Linked DNA regions of Sus scrofa: region 2 is linked to region 1. Evidence: chromatin contacts called from public Hi-C data. All regions are on one chromosome and are shown on one strand. Each heading gives the region's core, a stretch centred on a gene start, on an enhancer-like site or on the middle of the called end of the contact. The rest is flanking DNA. Distances are from core to core; before and after follow the strand shown. Region 1 has its middle 290 kb from the start of MARCKS. Region 2 has its middle 46 kb from the start of MARCKS.

Evidence for each region. A called contact is a pair of places that touch in the nucleus more often than the background predicts.
Region 2: a Hi-C map of retroperitoneal adipose tissue shows a contact between it and region 1, with 1.8 times the contacts expected there. The contact joins two enhancer-like sites. A contact is called at or near these places in 3 of 47 Hi-C or Micro-C datasets (alveolar macrophages, embryonic fibroblasts and retroperitoneal adipose tissue).

Annotation. Positions count from the first base shown.
Region 1 is chr1:79,496,096-79,501,703 of Sscrofa11.1, reverse strand. No RefSeq gene overlaps it. Among named protein-coding and RNA genes, the nearest start is that of MARCKS, 290 kb to the left of the region's middle. Within about 2 kb of position 2,628, at least 52 of the 83 cell types and tissues checked have an H3K27ac peak or open chromatin away from gene starts, as enhancers often do. A contact at or near this core is called in retroperitoneal adipose tissue, where this site is marked.
Region 2 is chr1:79,833,013-79,838,916 of Sscrofa11.1, reverse strand. No RefSeq gene overlaps it. Among named protein-coding and RNA genes, the nearest start is that of MARCKS, 46 kb to the right of the region's middle. Within about 2 kb of position 1,811, at least 11 of the 83 cell types and tissues checked have an H3K27ac peak or open chromatin away from gene starts, as enhancers often do. A contact at or near this core is called in retroperitoneal adipose tissue, where this site is marked.

The DNA of each region.
Region 1 (5,608 bases), core at 1,379-3,878:
TAGAAAGATAAAGTTCCCTGCATATTTATTTATTTAGTCTTTTAGGCCCAGATCCACAGCATATGGAGGGTCCCAGGCTAGGGGTCCAACTGAAACTGCAGTCACTGGCCTACGCCACAGCCATAACAATGCAGGATCCGAGATGCTTCTGGGACCTATACCACAGCTCATTGAAACGCCAGATCCTTAACACACTGAGCGAGGCCAGGGATTGAACCTGTATCCTCATGCATGCTAGTCAGGTTCGCTAACTGCTGAGCAACTACGGGAACTCCTTTTTTTTTTCATATTTAAAATAATTATTAAAATGAAGCCAAGGAAGGACTTGTCTAAGCAAAATTTAAGGCATATTGCAAAACTATTGTTAAACATGTACTAAAATAACTTTAAAAAAAACTCGGAGAAATGTAGTGCTAGCATAGGAAAATATAAGTAGATAATGAAATGGAATAGAGTCCAGAAAGAGGAGGAAAAAAAATATGTAAATTAGCAAGGAAGAGAAAGATGCTTTAGTATAAGCAATAGAAAAATTAGGTCATGACATGAAGAAAAATTCAAAATTCATCCTTCATACTGTGAGAAGAAAAGAAGTGAAATGAAAAGAAAATAATCTGCTTTAAGTGGATTAATGGCCTAAATTTGAAAGGCAAAAACCTAATGCTTTTATTAAAGAAAATATAGGAATTTAACTTCATGACCTCATTTAGAGGAAACCCCAACCATAGCCCAGAGCACAAGTGAGGAGAGGAAATGTTGATATATTTGGCAATATCTAAATACAAACATTCTTTTTAACAAAAGGTTCCATAAGCAAAGTTAGCCAGCAGATATAGGTTAGAAGAAATTTATAACATGAAAGTCAACAAATGATAATTATATTACATCCATCTCACATGCACACACATGCACACACACTGCATGTATTATTTCCTAAAAATAAGCAAGTCTTTTTACCTAATACCACACGAATGAAACATGAATAGGAGTTCATGAAAGCATGGGGATGGAGATCAAATAGTTAATAGCATATACTTACTAATTTAAACAATCATGAGTTATCCTTATCAGGCTGACAAAAATTAGAAAGCCTCATAATATTGACTACTGGTGGAAGTAAGATGGTGTAGTCACTTCAGGCAGTAATTTCCTACTATTATAGTAAAATTAAATATTCACGTAACTGTGATCCAACAATCCTACCCCTGGTGTATGCCCCAGAGAAATCTCCCCATAATCATAGGAAAATCTGTTTATTAGTGTTATATTAGCAAAAGAACGGGAGGCAACTGCAAGTGTTTTATCACCAGAGGAATATGGAAGTTTCACGTGAAAATGCAAACCATGAAACCTAGGTTTACCAAAGCTATTGGGGTCTTCGAGGATGCCCCTGATAAGGAATGAGCCTCTTCCTTTCTTGGATTCTGAACAATTGGAGTAATAAAAGGAAGAACAGATGCAAATCTAAATAATGCTTTTATTGCCGGATAGTGTAGCATTAGAAAATACAGTTTAATGGAGAAGAAAAGGGGCCCAACTGAGAGAAAACCAGAGCAGAAGACAAATTGGACTCCCTGCAGGCAGCCAGGACTGCTGAGGAGGCAGGCAGAACAGAGCAGAGCATGCCAGCCGTTCTCAAACTTATCACCAGGAAAAGTCACTTTACTAGTCATTTTCCTAGTCAGGACAGAATGGGGCTTTTTATGGGAAATTGACATCCTTTGTGAGGAAGATTAGCAATAGAGATAGATCTAAAAGCATAATACTGGTGAATAAGTCAGGAATGATACAATTTATAGTTCAATATATATAATTTTTTAAAAGTACGTAAGTACAAAACAGCGAATTTTTTTAAGGATGTTCTTCTAAGGAAATATATGGAAGGTAGATTAGAAAGTGGAGAGTACATGTTCTTTGTGGAAGTCTATGTCTATAGGGGATTATTACTAAAGGTTTAAAATATAGTAAAAGAGGACTTTTGCACGGATAGAGGACGATAGTCTCCTCTGAATTTAGGCATATTAATAACTCACTCCCATACTTCTGGGATGAAAAAGACAACATGAGGGATGCAGAAATGATGTGGAACTTTATTATTATGCTTTCATTTGTATTTATATATATGACCAAAAAAATTTCAACAATGATAATTAGAAAAGTTATTGAATGACTGCAGTGGTTCCAGGACGCAAATGATGGACAAAATTTTGAGATTTTTCTAGAGCTTAGAATCTTTGATTGACAGCATTCATTTATTTATACATAAAACTTTTACATTTAGGGAGAGATCTTGGTTAGTCAGAAGTTAGGATGTTGTGAGAGAGGAGGGAAAGCAAGCAAGAAATCATTTCGATGTTCTAGGCATCCTTTACACTTCCTGGGTTTTTCATTTCCGGGGTGTGCTTTCCGCTATTCCTTCTCTCACTTAGGGATACAGACGTGTTGCTAACTTACTCTATCTTCTTCCCAGAATCGGAGGGGATAAATAGAACCGATTTTGGTATTTCTGTTTCATCAACATCGGATGAGAAATCCGCTAGCAAACTGCCTTGATGCAGCCAGGCGGGGGCCCGGCCAGGAAGGAGGGAGATTGCCGGCCGGCCGGGGTAGAGCTCCCTGGCTCAGGGATCCTCGAGACTGAATGCCATCTTGAGGCAACTCCTGTTTGGGGCTGCACGCACAGCGCAGGACTGCTAAGCGGCATCGACTCCGGGACTTTCCAAGTCCCCCTGAGCCCCACAGGAGACAGATGGTATTTCTGCGTCTGTGTGCAGGGGGTGGGGGAGTGGCGGTAACAATAAGCAGCAGTAGCCACTTGACAGGCTCCCTGCTGCCAAGAATTTGCATGACGAGCGCTTGCTGCCATCTGGAGAACTTCAGCTCCTCCGGGGGAGAATCAGCATCTCAGCCTCACTGGTCCCCTTGGCCCCAGTCTCGGCTGAGAATCTCTCTCCCCAGGGGAGGAAGAGAGCAAAAGGCAAATCCATCAGATGAACCTGGCCTGGGGGAGAGGGGCTGCCTGGATGAGCTGGACAAGCTAGTCTAGTGCAGAGGGCGTGTGGCCGGGTCTGGCACTTCAGGGTGGGTTAGGTCAGCAGAGTCCATAACCTTTTGAACATGGGTTTGTTTATATGCCAGTAGTTGGTGGAGGAACTGTGGAACTGCAAGGGAGAAAACTCAAACAAGAACCCCCTTTCCCATGACCTCTAGCCTGGAGTTCAGTGAAGCAAAAGACTGACCATACACCCCAGGGATCCCAGTCACAGGCAGCCTAGTGGTGTATGATAAACACATGTGTGGGCCATTTAATTAAACACATAACAGGTTTCCAGCTGCTAAGATTTTGCTTGTTTACAGAAAAATGTATTTTTCAAAGTGTGAAAAAGAAATCCTGCTTAATATTAGTTTTACTTGTAACATACGTTCCTGCCTTCCTTGTTAATTATTTGTGAACCTTATGGCTATGACATTTTTTTTTCTCCAAAATGTTTTATCTAAAATAAACTTTTTTCTCTAAAAAGTATTTTTTTCTCCAGAATTTCTGTAATTAATATTTAAAATTTACTAGGATCAAATGGTATCTTAAATGAAACATTTAACTGGAAGATTAATATAGCCTGAAAGTCCTATGTTTAATACACAAAACCGCATGGTTTTATGTCTTCCTAGAATTTCCAGGCTCAACACTAAGGGGATTCTTTGTTGGAAAAAAGACAGGGACTCATATATATTAATTATGGAATATTCAGAAAAGTGGGAGCAATACCACATTTACCATTGATGCTTGGTGAGATTGTCAAAGTGGATATTGTGTTAGGTTTGTCCTTAGTACTCTAGCACCTAGCACACTTCCCACCACAGAGAAGGGTCTGTGTTTCTTTCAGCTTTGGGAGTTACAAGGAACAAGTTACAAATTAATGGTAAAGTTCATCTCAAAAGGGAGATTTACTGGAAAGGTGCTGGGCAGTCAAACGGACTCTACATGGTGAACAGCCAAGCCTAGAAAGGCAGGACCAGCTCCCGGACTGTAGGAGATGTGTACTTCCTTGCTGATAATTATACCCACATTCTGATGACCTCCAGCCTCTGTATCTTTTATTTTTTTTAATTTTTAAAAACTGTGGTTGATCTACAACACTGTGCCAATTTCTGTTGTACAGCAAAGTGACCCAGTCACACATCCATTCTTTTTCTCGTATTATCTTCCATCATGTTCTATCTCAAGAAATTGGATATAGTCCCCTGTGCCAGCCTTTGTATCTAAATTTCAAATTCTCTGAAGCTATATTTTGATGGGTCTAGCTTTGGTCTGTGTCAGGTGATGGCTCTGGATCAATCAGAGAGGGAAGGAAGGTGGCAGGTACGAATAGTACAGGAACTCAGTGGGAGTCTGGGAGTCAAACAGCAGAATTGGGGGTGAGGTATTCAGGTGGAATGCTCATTGCAGAGAACTTAAGCTCCACACTCTGTATGCCAAAACTTAAATTTTATTTTTTAGGGCCTGGCTGTGGCATATAGAAGTTCCAAGGCTAGGAGTTGAATCAGAGTTGCAGTAGCCAGCCTACACCACAGCAATACCAGACCCAAACGACATCTGCGACCTATGCTGGACCTTGTGGCAATGCAGGATCCTTAACCCACTGAGCAAGGCCAAGGATAGAACCCATATCATGGATACTAGTTAGGTTCTTAACTCTCTGAGCCACAATAGGAACTGCTTAAATTTTAAATTATTTAAAACTTTTAAATATTAATTCCCCAGTCTTATTTGATGGGATTATTGCAGTATTTAATGTTTCACTGATTCAGAAAAATAATAATGCATGTTAATTATTATATAGCATTGTAACGTCATGATTCTCAGTAACTGCTGAGGGATAGGAGAGGCAGGCCCAGGACTGGGGAGAAGGAGGCACCTAGGATGTAAGATTTAAGGAGATACTTGGGTCGACATGAGAGTAAGTTTAGAGTGAGTATTTCCTTATATGTTACATCCTAGTTGCCTCAATTGCTGTGTCCTAGGCTGTGCCCTGGTCACAGGTAAATTCATCCTTAAACAAAATGGCTTTATATTATTCGCCTGGGGAGTTTTGTCAGCTGTTGCTTCTGAAGAAACCATTTTCTATAGTGTTCTCAAGACAGTAATTCTCATTTCCTCACCTATTCTAACTTTTCTAATTTTCTTTTGTTTGCTATAACTATGGTGTCAAAATAGCCCTTTATCTCTAGCCCATCACCAATCAAGGGCAATCCTGATTTTAATAATTCCATCCTATTTTTCCATTGCCATGCACCACCATGAATGGCAATGGAGTATGTACACATGTATGTGAGGATTCAAACCAGTTTGAGACTTTTCTAAATGGGTCATTTTGAAGTAATACTCAATAAGTAATCGTTATGTGCAAATGTATTCAGATAAACACATTAGAGCATGTGTCCTGATTCTGAGATTTGAAAATTCAGCAATAATAACCTTAAGGTAGGGAGAATGAAAGATTTAAAGGAGAAAGCAGACAACTGCAATAATAAAAGACTACACTTTAAATAGAGCTCTAAGACAATATAGTTTTTGTGTGAGTCCTTGGGGGTGATTATAGTTCTGGCCTGT
Region 2 (5,904 bases), core at 562-3,061, 340 kb before region 1:
TCCATGAGGATACGGGTTCAATCCCTGCCCTAGCTCAGTGGGTTAAGGATCCAGCATTACCATGAGCTGTGGTGTAGGTCACAGACGCAGCTTGGATCCTGTGTTGCTGTGGCTGTGGCGTAGGCTGGCAGCTATAGCTCCAATTCAGCCCCTAGCCTGGGAACCTCCATATGCTGTGGGTGTGGCCATAAAAAAAATTTCCAACTTGCTTGTGGGAGTACTTGCTTTTGAAAACTTCAGCTTCTCTATAAGTAGCCTGACTATCTGAGGCTGCCATGTTGTGAGGAAGCCCAAACTCATCTATGTGGGATATTGAACATAACTCATTCATTTACTGTCATCATTTAGATATCACATAAAGTGGGGGCTGGAAACTCCTGGTCTCCTTGCTTTGGAGAGATGTTTAAATTTTCAGATGCTTAGGAGTTGGATGGGGACCCTGAAGGGCATGGTTTTGAACCTAATGACCCCTTTAAAATGAGATTAGAGGCTTGATTAAGGTTTGGTGTGAGCCAGTATAAGGTTGTTAGCAGGTAGGATACACAATAGCTATCAAATAACTTTGAACCTTCTGCCTTTTCACTCCTGTTTTAGGCTAAGTGCTCAGTGAACTGTTCTTTCCTTTAGTTCAGCGTTTGAAACTCTTTATTTCTTTAAAGATAATTTTACTTAAAACTTAAAGACTTACCATGGGCCCTATGATGTGAAAAGCCAGGAAGAAAGTGGTTCTGGCATGTTTGGGTGAAGCTAAGTTTGGAGGGACCCCAGTGCCAGGGGACCTGCGCTCATTCCTTTTGTCCTTCTGCCCTGCTACTCATGCCCCTGTAGCACAAACATTCTTAGGGAAAACAAAGTCCACTGACCTCATTCCAAGAAAATCAGTAACAAACACCCAGTTGTCTTTGAGAAAGAAAGGAGATGACATTGAGAAACACGACAGAGAAAAAGAGCTAGAACTCCTGGTTACTCTTTCAGGCTTCCCAGTGGGAACTTGGTGTCTCTGATAAACAAAGCACAGGCAGGAAGGAAGCTCAAAGTCAGAGGAGGGGGCTGGCAGGCCCATCCCAAGCAGGGACAGTTGGAAGAGAAGCCTGGACCTGGGGACTCCTGGGGAGGCCTCTTCTTCAATTTTGTGTGTGTGTGTGTGTGTGTGTGTGTGTGTTTTGTCTTTTCAGGGCCGCACCCTCGGCATAAGCAGGTTCCCAGGCTATGGGTCTAATCAGAACTGTAGCTGCCGGCCTACACCACAGCCACAGCAACAGCAATGCCAGATCAGAGCTGTGTCTGCAACCTACACCACAGCTCACAGCAACACTGGATCCTTAACCCACTGAGTGAGGCCAGGGATTAAATCCACAACCTGATAGTTCCTAGTCAGAATGGTTTCCGCTGCACCATGACGGGAACTCCCTCTTCTTCAATTTTTGTGTCCCTCTTTCTGAAACAAGGATTCTGGGGACACCCTCTGGCCTGGTGGGACGTGGGTGAATCTGAAGTGCCTGGAGAGCAATAAATGCAGGTTTTCTGCTTGTAAGTGGGAGGAAGTGGGCAGCACTGGAAGCGATCAGGGTTGAGGGTAGGAGGGACATTCTTGCCAAACCTGTTCCCAGGCTTTCTAACTCTCTAGGAATGGAGGGAAGAGAATGCCTCGGTCAGTTTCCTGTAATTCAGTCCCCGGAGCCAGGGCCCCTCTGAGAAAACAAATGCACAAGAGAAAAGGACAAGAAGGAGGAAACGCCAGCTAGGCAACTCCAAAGGGATCCACGGCTAAGCTCACGGGCAAACTGCTTCAGTGCAGGAAGTAAGTAAAGCGCAAACAGGATCTGAGCGAGGTCATTTGTTTGGGAGGAGAAAAGGGGTGAAGGGCAGTCCTGTGAATGTGCAGAATTATGTCAGAGCTTCCAGATCCTGGGCCACCCCCACCTGCCTCACATTGCAGTGTGGAGGACTCCGCTGGGCTACACAACTCTCACCAGATCTGTCAGGATCATTAAACAATGAATATCCCTCTAATCACAAGATCAACACCAAGAGTTACTTTCCTGGGGAGCTGCCTGGCGGGAGGGGAGGAGCAGAGTGAGAGTTCCTAAAAGAACTTTTGTGATCTGCTCAGAATACTTTTTGCAAATTTTTAGATGTATTCCATGAGTTTCCTTTTTTAAAAAAATAAAAATAAAAAGCCATTTCCTGAACAGAATCTACTGATTTTTTTTTTTGATTCAATTCTTCAGTACACTTTTACTTTATGAACTTGAACTATCAGCTTTCTGCATGATGTTACATTGGCAGAACAATGGATACTAGAACTTTCTCCCGGACTGTTTTATTCTACATTTAGCTTTTCTAGAGGCAGTGTTAGGAGCTTTAAAGTATGAAAGACCATCAGCATGGCCTTATCACATAGTATTCCTTGGTACCCAAAGATTAATGAGCTTAGATATTAGAAAAGAAAGCATAAATCAAGAATCTAAAAAGGTCAATAGCTCAGTCTTTGAAGAAATAGAGATTCCTTCCCTCTTGGGTGGTATTTCCCACTCCTAACAAAAGGTAATACTTTTATTTTTGGACTTGATTTGGTTCATATTTTCCAGAACTCCAAGTAAGCAGATTTCATAAACAAAAAAGTGGGAGTGGGGAGGTCAAGTGCTCAGATTAAACCCCCCCCCCAACCTACCTCTCCTAAGGACTTTTAAGTGGATTCAGCTACTCTCACCTGATACTTACTATCTTCTCTGGCACTTTCTACTCTGGGCCACGTCATACCAGCCACATGAGCTCACCTGCTGCCTTTGTGGCCCTAGAAGCAAAGGTGGGAACACGTTTCTACAATCCTGGACCCAGGATAGGAGCGCAAAGGGAATGAGTGGCTGGCCAAATTAAAAAGGCAACTTTGTATCCCAGGGAGTTCACCCACTGTTTCTCGACTTAAACATGATGCAGCACCATGATTGCTCTGTAGGCTCATTGCACATGCCGCAGAGAGGGCCCAACTTGAGCCCATCTGTCTTAACATTTTCCTTTACACTTTTTTTCCACTTGATACTCTAACGTGATGATTTTTTTTTCCCCTAGAAAAAATCACCTGGTAAGGGTTAGTCCTAGATATCACGCAGGGGTCTCTAGACGCACAACTGGATTCTTACACTGGTAGAAATGTGTCTTTTTTTTTTTTTTTTTTTTTGGTCTTTTTGCCTTTTCTAGGGCCGCACTTGCGGCATATGAAAGTTTGCAGACTAGGGGTCGAATCGGAGCTGTAGCCGCCAGCCTATGCCAGAGCCACAGCAACACAGGATTGGAGCCACGTCTGCAAACTACACCACAGCCCATGGCAATGCCGGATCCCCAACCCACTGAGCAAGGCCAGGGATTGAACCCACAACCTCATGGTTCCTAGTCGGATTCATTAACCACTGTGCCACGACGGGAACTCTGAAATGTGTCTTTTAAGGAGAGTGTCCTGAAATGATCCGTGGGGAATCCAGTGAGCTCTTTGTGGTAGAAGGCTTTGTTGCATAGTTGTTGGTCAGGGCAGTGCTTTTTCAAAGTAGTAGACGTTACAATGGAAATTTAAGACAATTTAAGATATATCCTATTATTTCTCTCCTGCTGCTCTTCTATTTTTGATTGCGTGCTTGAAGCGGAAAGCATTCTTTCTAGAAGTCATAATAACTATTGCCCAGTGGTTGGCTCACAAGGTTGAAAACTGAAGAGTTCACTGTTGTGATTATTTAAGTATAACAGCTGCAACAACAACTTCAAATGCCTATATTTGATTTCATTAGAGTCTCATAAAATGTGTGTTTAAATTATCCAAATTCACCCACTGAGGTAAGAGCTGGTAATTGTGCCCTCTAGTTCTCTCAATGGCAAGTTATTTGGACTGAGCTTCCAACAGAAGGCTGACCCTTCAGATGTTGCTCTACCCATAGAGCTATGGTCTAATGCTGGAGGAAAACATCGCTTCCTGTGATTTACTTAGAGATTATGCGGTGGAAGGAAATTTTGAGATCAATTTTTACTCTTCATGATTGCTATTTTACATGTATACGGGGGTAAATGATGATATCCCAGGCCTGTTCTGAGTACAAGTAAGAAGAATGGGTTCCCCAGGGCATTTTGGATGTACTTCTATTGACATAAAGGCTCAGGAGTCTTCTGGGAGAGACAACTATTGACTCACATGAGGAGCCAAAAGCTCATCTCTCCATTTGCTAAACTTGGGGAACAGGTAACATCATTCTATCCCTAAAGCATAGGAGTTCTGCTGTGAATATTCAGGTTAAAAGATGTTCTAGTGACCATTTTCATAGTCTCATTTCTCATCTATCCCAAAGATGTGTGAAAAGAAGTATGCACAAGACTATTCGCTGGAGAGTGTATTTGTATTTTAGAAACAACTCAAATATTGATCACAAGGGGACCATCAACTGTGAAAATGAAATTAATACAATGAAATATTACATAGCTATAAAAAGAAATGAAGAGTAATATCTCAGTAAAATCCTATGATAAGATCTCCAGGATATATTGTTAATGAGTAAAGTTTTAAGACATGTTCACTAAAACAAACAAAAGTGAACATTTGAACTTATTATTGGATGAATGATCGCACATCCTCTCATGGACAAAATATTTCAAGTGACTTTAAAACATGGGAATTGAAGATTTCCGTGGTGGCCTAGCGTTTAGGATCCAGCATTATCACTACTGTGGCTTGGGTTGCCACTGTGGTGTAGGTTTGATCCCTGGCCCGGGAACTTCTGCATGCTGCAAGCATCGACAAAAAATAAAATTAAATTAAAAAGATGGAATTGACTGTAGACCCCAAGTAGGGTATACATATCCTTAAAATGGAAAACAAAACCAAAAATACTTCAATACTTTCAATAATTACATTGTTGCTATTGTTAGTTGGGTATGTTTTATGGGGTAAAATGAATGAGTAATTTTGTAGGTGTTGGGAAGCAGGATTCGGGATATGAAAAGACATATGACAAGGGCATATGAAAGGACATTAAGACAAGATCAAATAAAAGCCCTATGGTCCTGAGCTAGAATTTGCATTGTAAACATTAGTATAGTGTTTTATCTACATCTGTGTGTCTATCCATCCTTCATCATCTGTCCATCTCTAATCTCCTAGCAAACAAGAAGACTGTTGACAGCTACTCTGGTTGTGTCAAAGGAGTTAAGAACTGCCTTTCAGGGGCTCTCATTTGAATAGCCATAAAAATAGTAACTAAAATCAACCGAAGAACATCGACTGTGTTTAAATCTATGTCTTTATAAAAAAAAAAAAAAAAAAAAATCCCTGGAAATGGATATCAGGGTGGCAGTAACAAATCCTAAGGACAGGTAAAGGGTGGTGCCAACTTCTTGAGGGCAACTATGTGACCACATCAGTGGCAGCCACAAGGCAGCCGATCAGGGATGGGGACTGGCATCTGCCGGTGGGCAGCTCTGGGGCGTGGGCGCCATGTGGAGTCAGGGCCTGTCCAGCAGGGACTGATGAAGACCAGCAGCCTCTATGTGGTCTTGGTCCTGATGCTGTGACATGGTAGATGAGACTTAGGAGCGTAAACTTTAAGGACACCAAAGTCAGTCACCCTAAGAATCTCATATTATTGTAGAAAAATCTAAAGATAGAGCTTTATTATTAAAATCAATGTTATTGGAAGCCAGGAGTTCTCTAGTGGTACAGTGGTTTAAGGATCCAGCATTGTCACTACAGTGGCTCAGGTCACTGCTGTGGTGCTGGTTTGTTGTCTGGCCCAGGGAACTTCCATATGCTGCAGATGCAGCCAAAATTTTTAAAATAATGGCAAAACTAAACAAAAAAATGTTAGAAGCCAAGATATTTTCCTGCTCTTTTACTTCAAGTATAAAATTTGCCTAAAACTAAGA